2 separate regions of the Mus musculus genome follow, and region 1 is linked to region 2. The links are chromatin contacts, called in public HiChIP or PLAC-seq maps. All regions are on one chromosome and are shown on one strand. The core of a region is the stretch at or near the end of the contact, and the rest is flanking DNA. Distances in the headings are between cores, read along the strand shown. Region 1 holds the start of 2810454H06Rik (RIKEN cDNA 2810454H06 gene). Region 2 has its middle 21 kb from the start of Apold1.

Region 1 (4,366 bases), core at 1,170-3,669, 63 kb before region 2:
CTGTCTCAAAAAAACAAGGAAACAAAAAAACCTGATGGGCCAAAGAGATGGCTCAACAGATAAAGGCTCTTTCTGCTCCAGAAAGCAAGCCCAAGAGGCTGAATTCTGTCCTAGCACCCTCAGAGAGACATCTGTAACTCAGGAGATTCCACGTCCTCTTCTGGCCTCTCAGAGCACCAAGAACACAAGTGGTGCACAAACATATGATGCAGGCAAGAATACCACCAAGGTAAAATGAAGTCACTGTTAAAAAGATACCCTCATCCTTATTCTCCTTTTACTGTAATCCTTACTTATAAATGAAGAAATGAGATGTCATAAGGTGTAACCGGCAGATCCAAAGGTCACACCTCAGGGCTCTGATCCCCAATTCTAAACAGTACCTATGACATTACACTTAGATGACGGATGACCCCAATCCCCCAAACCAAATATTTAGATGTCAACCCAGAAGTCCTATTATATTGTACCCATGTTTCCCCTTCATTTTCCTGTGGATTCAGCACAAACAACCCACACAACAGAATACAATCAGCCAAAATACAGTGCTTTACAGGGAACTGTCTGAGAGGGTCTGGTTCTGTCTTCCCTCGTTCCTTCCTCTCTCCATCCCCTCCCCAGGCTATGTCCCAGATAGGTTCAAGCAGTCCTCCTGGCTCATCCCTGGGTAGCTAGGGCTATAGGTGTATGATCCTATACCTGGTTTCCAAGGGCTTTCCTCTAAACATAGCGCCTTCTCCATCACTGCCAGCTTTAATCCTAAGACCTTCCATTCTTTGTTTTCTTACAAAGGAAGCTATATTGCTACTCTGTTGTTAGGACTAGTCAAATTATATATCCCGTCAATCTTCCTGCATTTTCTTTATAAAGCACACAAAGGATCAAAATATATCCAGAACTGTACCCAACACACACTTGGGAGTGTCAGCTATTCAGAAAGTTGAGATAAGAGACTAGATTTTTTTAGTCCATTTAGGCATATCTGATCAATACAGTGAGGTAACTCTTTCACACAGGCAGAGAGAGAGAGAGAGAGAGAGAGAGAGAGAGAGAGAGAGAGAGAAAGAGAGAGAGAGAGAGGAGTCAACCCCCCACATCCATGGGTTTCACATCCTCACATTCAGCCAAAAGCAGATATAAAAATAGAGAAGATAAATTTGCATCTGTACTGAATGCTTTTCTTGCCATTACTCCCTATACAATATAGTACAGGAGCTATTTACATAGCATTTACATCGATGTACATATCACAAATAATCTAGAGATTGTTTAAACTTTACAGAAAGATGTACAAGGGTCATATGCAAATAGTATACCTCATTACGCAGGGGACTTGAGCATCATGCATTGCGGGACTTGTGCAAGGTCCTGCAAACAATCTCCAGGGACAGTAAAAATGACAATACTGTCTGTACTATATAGCACTGCTCCCAATATTAGAGTGAATCCTAAGATCTACACAACTGGAAGGCTATAGATTAGAAATCTATAATCTTGTAATGAGCCAGTGACTCATCTGAGTGACTTGTTAGCCAAATTTCATTCCGGCTGAACCGTGAAGTTGGTGGGAGAGGCCAGGCATTCTATTGGAAAGAGGACACTTCAGTTGCCGGATGGTACCTCAGAGTCGTGATAGGGCAAAAATCCAGTTTGTGCAGGTGTTCCACGTCCCCTGAGAGAGAAAAGAGGCCAAATCAGTCAGAGCGGTCCACACTTGCAACATCCTAAGACTCCAGATTATCTGTTTTACCCCGCCCCAACCTCAGCTCTTGCCTGCGACAACTTTAAAAAATGTTTCTGTTGCACTCAAAGACATCCCCATTTCACTTCGCTATCGTAGACTAAATATGCGGCACTGCTGCCTACTTGCTTATAAATATGCGTAAATATTTTAAGCTAAACTTCCTCTACTGCTCTAATTCCTCCTAGCCTCATCTCTCAAGCCTTCATTGGCTCCTTCCATTTTTAAAACTTCTCATCTTCATATCACTGTGTTAGCCCGGTCCACATTCACAGCCTCTCAGAATCTTCGGGGGTGGGGGGGGGGAAGTCCCGTTCGTTCCCCAGATTTATCCTTTTATGCCAGTTAGCTCGCGTGCCACACAACGAAATCGCAACATCTTTTAAAAACCGCGAGGGGTTCTCTTCCCACTCTGACTCTTGGATTCGCGGAGACCTCATGACCCATACGAGAACAGAAGAATGGGGGGGGCGAGTTACAGTCAAGTGGAATTTTGACCGAAAAATCCCTAAGGACGTGCCGCAGTGGGCGTGAATCCCCGGCTCCGACCTGACTGACATCCCTCGGGGGCCGACGGGGCCACCTGTGACCAAGCAGGAAGTTCTGAACGGTTTGCGCGCCAAAAAGCCCAGCGCATGCGCACACAGCCACGGGCGGGGCGGGGGCGGAGTCCCGGCTGGCACAGGATCTCGCGTTGTCTGGGGAAAGAGGCACAGAGGTCTTTACGGTGGCGTTGTGGGAACCGCCCACCACCTCTCCTTTAAATCTTCTTTCTTTCTTCTTTTTTTTCTCTGTCTTTTCTCTGTCCTCTCAGCCTCAGTGTAGACAGTGAGCGAAAGAGCTCAAGGCCGGCAGCTCTGTGGAAGAGTTATGGCTGCCATGGTCGCGCAGCCGGTGCCTCAGAGTGAGAGTAGCAGAAGCCACACCGTCGATCGTCTTAAGATGCTAGGGTTTGCTTTGGCCTTCCCCCTTTTTTATGATGCTATGCAAACCAAAAAACAAAAAACAAAACAAAAAAAAAATCACCTTGGCGCACGGCGCCTGCGCAGTGCTTGTTTACCGCGGGCCGAGCGCAGGCCCCTTCCCTCCGCCCAGATCCTGCGCCTGCGCCTGCGCGGCTGACGTGGATTTCTCCGGGAAAACCGCGCCTCCTAGTCCCGGGACTAGGGAGCGAGCAGCCGAGTGTGCCGTGGGAATCTCGGAGCCCTGAAATGAGAACCACAACGCCCAGAGTCGGTGTCGCGGCAGGATCGTGAGCACAGATGACCCAGGTGCTGTGCACGCCACCGTCGCTGAAGTGAGCAGCGGAGCGTGAGAGCGAAGACCGGCGGCGCTGACGCCTCAAAGGATGGACTTTGTTTAGCAAAGATGCAAATAAGCCTGACCCTAAGGCCGCCGGAGTTCGAGCAATTCCTGACTGGGCTAAGACTGTTCTTGAAGGCGACTCAGAAAGGCGGCCATGCAAATTTTGAAACTAGAAAGAGCTGACACTAGAAGCAGTAGCCCTTTAAAGCAGAAGCCAGTTAGTTCATAAGAGTCTGAATGTCCCTTCAAAGTCCGCTCTAAATAGACTCAGACAGTGCTCATAAAATATTATCTGATAAGCATAGATTATTTTAGATATGGTTATCCATTTGCAAGTAGAGGCAAACTGATTTGTGAAGGAATTTCTATTGATAGATTCCAGTACGTTCAAAAAAAATTAATAACTGGCAACTTAGCTAAGCCTGAGCATTTTTCTAGTTTTCAAAACAATGGAATTTATTTGGCAATTTTATTAGACCCTATTTTTTGACCGGTGAGATTGAAGTCTTTAGATTTGTAACATTTTTCTACCAGAAAAAGTGAGATTTTAACCAGTAAGAAGGGGGAAATGTATGTATGTGAACAGAAGAGGTCAGAACTTGAAGACTTGTCATGCTTCCAACATTTGTCTCAAGAGAAGCTATCATCTCACCTCGGATTTTTTTTTTTATGTTCAATATAATAGTAAAATTTAGCATACTTTGAACATTTTTTTTCCTATACAATCTGGGTATGGTGGTACATTGAAGAAGAAAAAAAATGGGGTTTGTAGATCAGTTGGTAGGCTCCTTGCCTAAAAGCCACGGATTTATGCAGAACTGAGTAAAATGGGACTTGGTGGTAGACCTATAGAGGCAGGATCAGAAGTTCAGGGCAATCCCCACGTATGGAGTCATAAACCAGCCTGGGCTACATGAAACGCTGTTTTAAACAAAGAAACAGGTTCTCTATTATAGATAAGAACAATAGCTTACTTGAGGTAGAATGATAACCAGTTTTCCACACCTATATTGACCTGACATTTCCTTCATAAGAGAGAAAATACAGAGAGGGTGAATGAATTTCTTGTTCATATTTATGACTAGACTAACTCAAAAAGGGCTTCCTTTGTTAAGACTGACATCTGTCCTCAAAGAAGCTATCACTGCAGATTGTAGCGGTTGGTTGTTTTTTGAGAGAGGGTCTTGCTATGTAATGGAGAATGGCTTCAAATTTGGAATCCTCTTGTCTCATTCTCCCAAGTGCGGGGACTACAGAGGTACGCCACCTTAGCCACCCTAAAGGATTGCATTGAACAGTATAATCTGGCTCTAATGGAAA
Region 2 (3,848 bases), core at 105-2,604:
AACCCATGAATCTATGTATGCATGCATGTATATATGTATCCTCATATACCATAGCCCCTGTGTGGAGGTCAGATGACAGCCTTCAGGAGTTAGAGATCAAACTCAAGCAGGCATCTTAGCACCCTAAGCCACCTCATCAGTCAGTCCCAAATATGTGAGGTATTGACTGTGTGCTAGGCTGCCGGTGGTAACATGCTACACTGGCACATTAAGAATGCTTACACGAGTCTTTGGTATTCCAGTGGATTCATTCCAGCATCTCCATTGGAATCAGATTCCCTGGGTGCTCACAGCCCTCCTGTAAAATGGTACAGCATTTGTCTGCAACGGACACATGCCCTTCTCTGGGCTTTAAGTGAGCCTAGATGGGCTGGAGAGGTGATTTAGTGGTTAAAAGTGCATACTACTCTCAGAGAGGACAGGGTTCAGTTCTCAGCACGAACTTGGAGCCACTCACAACTGTCTACAACCCCAGCTCCATGGGATGGGATACCTTCTTCCGGACAATATGGCACCTCCTTGTACATACACACACACACACACACACACACACACACACACACACACACACACACACACCCAGACACATAAAATTAAAAGCACGATAAATCTTATAAATCATCTATAGAATGCTTACAACACCCACCAGAATATAAATGCTATGCAAACAGTCATCCTGCGCTGTTTGGGAGATAACAAGAGTAAAAATCCAAATATATTTCAAATGTTTCCCACCAGCAGGTGGCTGAACCCACACAGGGGGTTTACAGATGTAGAGGGCTGGTGATATTCTTAAATGTGACTGGAAAGTGTCACTTGCACTCCTGACTCCTCTGCTCTGCATGGTGAGGTGGATTAGGTGACTCTGGTGCTGTCTCTCATTGTCCCTCCCAGAATCTGTAGCTGTCAGTGAAGTCCATGCATGCTTGCTGTGAATTCGTGCATCGTTTTTTTTTTTTTTTTCCTCTTCACTCTTCATCCTGTCCCCATGCTCAGCATCTCTGGAGAGCCCTTCCCAGCTCCTGGCCTGCAGACGGGGACCTGGCCCCGTTAGGAATCTCATTTCATTCATTGTCTGCCTCCACCCAAGATTCACGGTTCTGATTTCTCTCCACCAAAGTCACAACAAATTTAAGTCTACCTAGATCCCCTTCCTGAGTGACCCTTGACATTGAGTTTTCTTTTCTTTCCTGCTGAGTTCTGGCCTACTTGGAATTTTATTTATGCCTTTGGGGCAGAGGATACACGCTTTTAAATGATGCGCGCTGCCAACACCTCTTTTCTTGTCTACCAGGAAGAATGCGAGCTTTGTAGCTTTGTACCCTCTGTGCCCTGTGCTCACTAGAGCGCCTTTGTTGAACTAAGCAGGGGCACTGGCAGAGAGGAGAACTAGAGGAGGCCAAAAGGCTCTTCCGAACACAGAGAGAGGTCGTGGTTAAAAGAGAAAGGGACTGGAAGTTTGAGAAGGGGAGAATGGTGGGGGTTGGGGGTGGGGAGCAGGGAGCGGGGAGAGGGGAGCGGGATGGATTAGCTACACAATTTTTGAAGACAAGCAAGGAAATGCAAATAACAGTCTAAAGAGCGTTCTCTCCCTTTTCACATTCTCTTTCCTTCTTTAAATGTTCAAGTTGGGTAAGGTAGCACACACCTATAACCTCAGAATTCCGGAGCCTGGGGCAGGGGGATTACCACAAGGTCAATGCCTACCTGGGAACAGCAAGGCTCCAGAGGCACATCTGATGCCTCCAAGTGGTGTGTTAGCCTGAGAAGTTCTCATTTAACTAATTGATTAGTTAAGGGATAATTGATCGATTGAGACAGAGTCTCACTGTGGAATCCAGGCTAGCCTCAAGCCAACATTTTCTGTTTTCCTTCTCCTGTCTGTTTTCCTCTTTCCTGGGATTACAGGCCAGTGCAGCCATGCCTGGCTACTTAAGAGATTTAACTATCAAAATAAAACAAATGTATCTAAGTAAAAAACGCTTTTTTTTGGGGGGGGGGTATACCTCAGTGGTAGAATGCTTATTTAGAAAACACCAGGCCCTACGTTTAATCTCCTTAGACTGACTTGGGACATTAAAAACAAAAACAAAACAAAACTGTTTTTTAGCTACAAATAGAGCAATCAGCCCAGCCTATATGGACTTCTAGGCCAGCCCCAGGAACACAGCAGGATGCTGTTCCACACAAAGCCCAAAGCACCCGACCCAAGGCCAAGTGAATGGCTCAGTGGGTAGGGCACTCAAAGCCTGAGTTCTATGCCTAGAGCCCAGGAAGTGGTTGAAGTTGTCCTCTGACCTCCACCCCTGCGCTGTGGCACACTGGTTCCCATCCACACATCCACACAACAAACCTAACAATTAAAAAGGAAAGGAAAACGAACCAAAGCTGGGGTTTAGTTTGGTGACTCGAGTACTTGAGTGAGTACTTGCCCTGGGTTTGATCCCTAGACCTTCATCAACTGTGTAGCGGCTCAAAGCTGTGATCTTAGCACTCAGGAGGTGGAGGCAGGAGGATCAGAAGTTGAAGGTCAGTGTCAGCCACAAATCAGGTTTAAGACCAGCTGTGGTATAGGAGACCTTGTTTCAAAAACCAAAACAATTTGAAACAAACCAAAGGCTGGCTGTCCTTTTAGGTAGAGAGCTGTGTTATGTTAGTATAAGCCCGGCTCTCCCTGGCTGCCTTTCCTAGCTCTGCCCTTGGGCTGTGGCTTAATTGGCAGATTTGGGGCTCTTTCCCAATAAAGCTTCAGACCACTGAGTTGGGAAACTCTTCTGCTTCTCACATTAAACTACACTTAGCAATCAAGCTCTATCAGGAATAAACAGTGATCTGGCGTCTCCTTCCATTCCGCTGTCTTGTCTGGCTTTGTTTAGAGCTCTGAGGAGGGGCGTAATTAGTTCCCTGGGCACCGTGACAACGGTCCAGCATTCGGTGCATTGGTCAGAAAATTGATAAGTAAGAAGTAAACACAATTAGGAAGAAGCAAGAGAATAAACACGGAGAGACCAAGGTTTCAGGAGAGGCCGCATTGGCCTTGCTCCCAAGCCTTGCCTTTCATGTGTGGGGATGTTTATCTCAGAGGGGAGGTTTGTATGGGCTTATCTTGGGCCAGGTAGGTTTTAATGATGGTGCAGTCAGCTTGTGACAGCTGTGGCCTGGGGAAAGACCTTGGAAAGCCCCTTGGGAGCTTGGAGGGCCTTGCCAATGTCACTGGGGCTTTGTTAAGGCCTTAGTAGGGGTCAGCAGGCTGAAGAAGCCTTAGGGTCAATGAGAATTTAGGCAAGGGGCTGAATTGTGGGGAGTGTGTCTTTTTCACGCGTTGCCTCTTTAGATATTGGGGAGAATGAAACTCTTTGTCGTTTGTTTAACTGTGAGACAGCTTGGCTCTTCATGGACCACAGAGCAATCACAAGAGACTCACTTTCAGTGAGCCAGGGCTAGGGCTAGGTAAGCAAGCATGCAGCCCTTGTTTTAGATTTTCTTTTATGTTGTCATGAGTTACCCTCAAGGGCAGAGGAGGGAAGGGTAGATGAATTAAATTTGAATCCACCAGGCTCAAGAATCACTGCCTTGGGGGCTGGGGGGATGGCTCAGCGGATAAGGGCTCTTGCTGTGCAATTGTGAAGATCAGAGTTCGAATCTCTAGCACCCACTTAAAAAGCCAAGTATGGCAGAGCACACCAATAGCCCCGCCACTGTGTTGTCAGACAGAGTCAGGAGGCTAGTTGAGGCTGGCAGGCTGCCTGCAGCAGCAGTGTGAAACAGACACCTAGGATCTCACACGGACAATCTCACACGGACAAGGAAGGGTCTTGTGGGAAAGGGCAGCTCCTCAGATGAGCTGG

Evidence for each region. HiChIP or PLAC-seq counts read pairs in DNA pulled down with a chosen protein or histone mark.
Region 1: a contact with region 2 is called in an H3K27ac HiChIP or PLAC-seq map of embryonic stem cells, with 10 read pairs. The contact joins the promoter of 2810454H06Rik here to the enhancer-like site in region 2. A contact is called at or near these places in 2 of 39 promoter capture datasets (hippocampal neurons and macrophages), 3 of 484 Hi-C or Micro-C datasets (the 3T3-L1 cell line, bone marrow-derived macrophages and embryonic fibroblasts), 7 of 115 datasets of contacts at active chromatin or transcription factors (the SCID.adh cell line, embryonic stem cells, epiblast stem cells and 3 more) and 4 of 9 other capture datasets (adipose tissue, liver, macrophages and 1 more).

The regions. Positions count from the first base shown.
Region 1 is chr6:134,895,542-134,899,907 of GRCm38.p6, forward strand. 2810454H06Rik (RIKEN cDNA 2810454H06 gene) reads left to right here and starts at 2,420. Exons shown (of 1, transcript NR_029441.1): 1 at 2,420-4,366. Gpr19 (G protein-coupled receptor 19) reads right to left here and starts at 2,653. Exons shown (of 4, transcript NM_001362050.1): 1 at 2,291-2,653; 2 at 1,621-1,672. RefSeq lists a cis regulatory region at 2,065-2,600.
Region 2 is chr6:134,959,252-134,963,099 of GRCm38.p6, forward strand. No RefSeq gene overlaps it. Among named protein-coding and RNA genes, the nearest start is that of Apold1, 21 kb to the right of the region's middle. Within about 2 kb of position 1,355, at least 25 of the 459 cell types and tissues checked have an H3K27ac peak or open chromatin away from gene starts, as enhancers often do. A contact at or near this core is called in embryonic stem cells and liver, where this site is marked.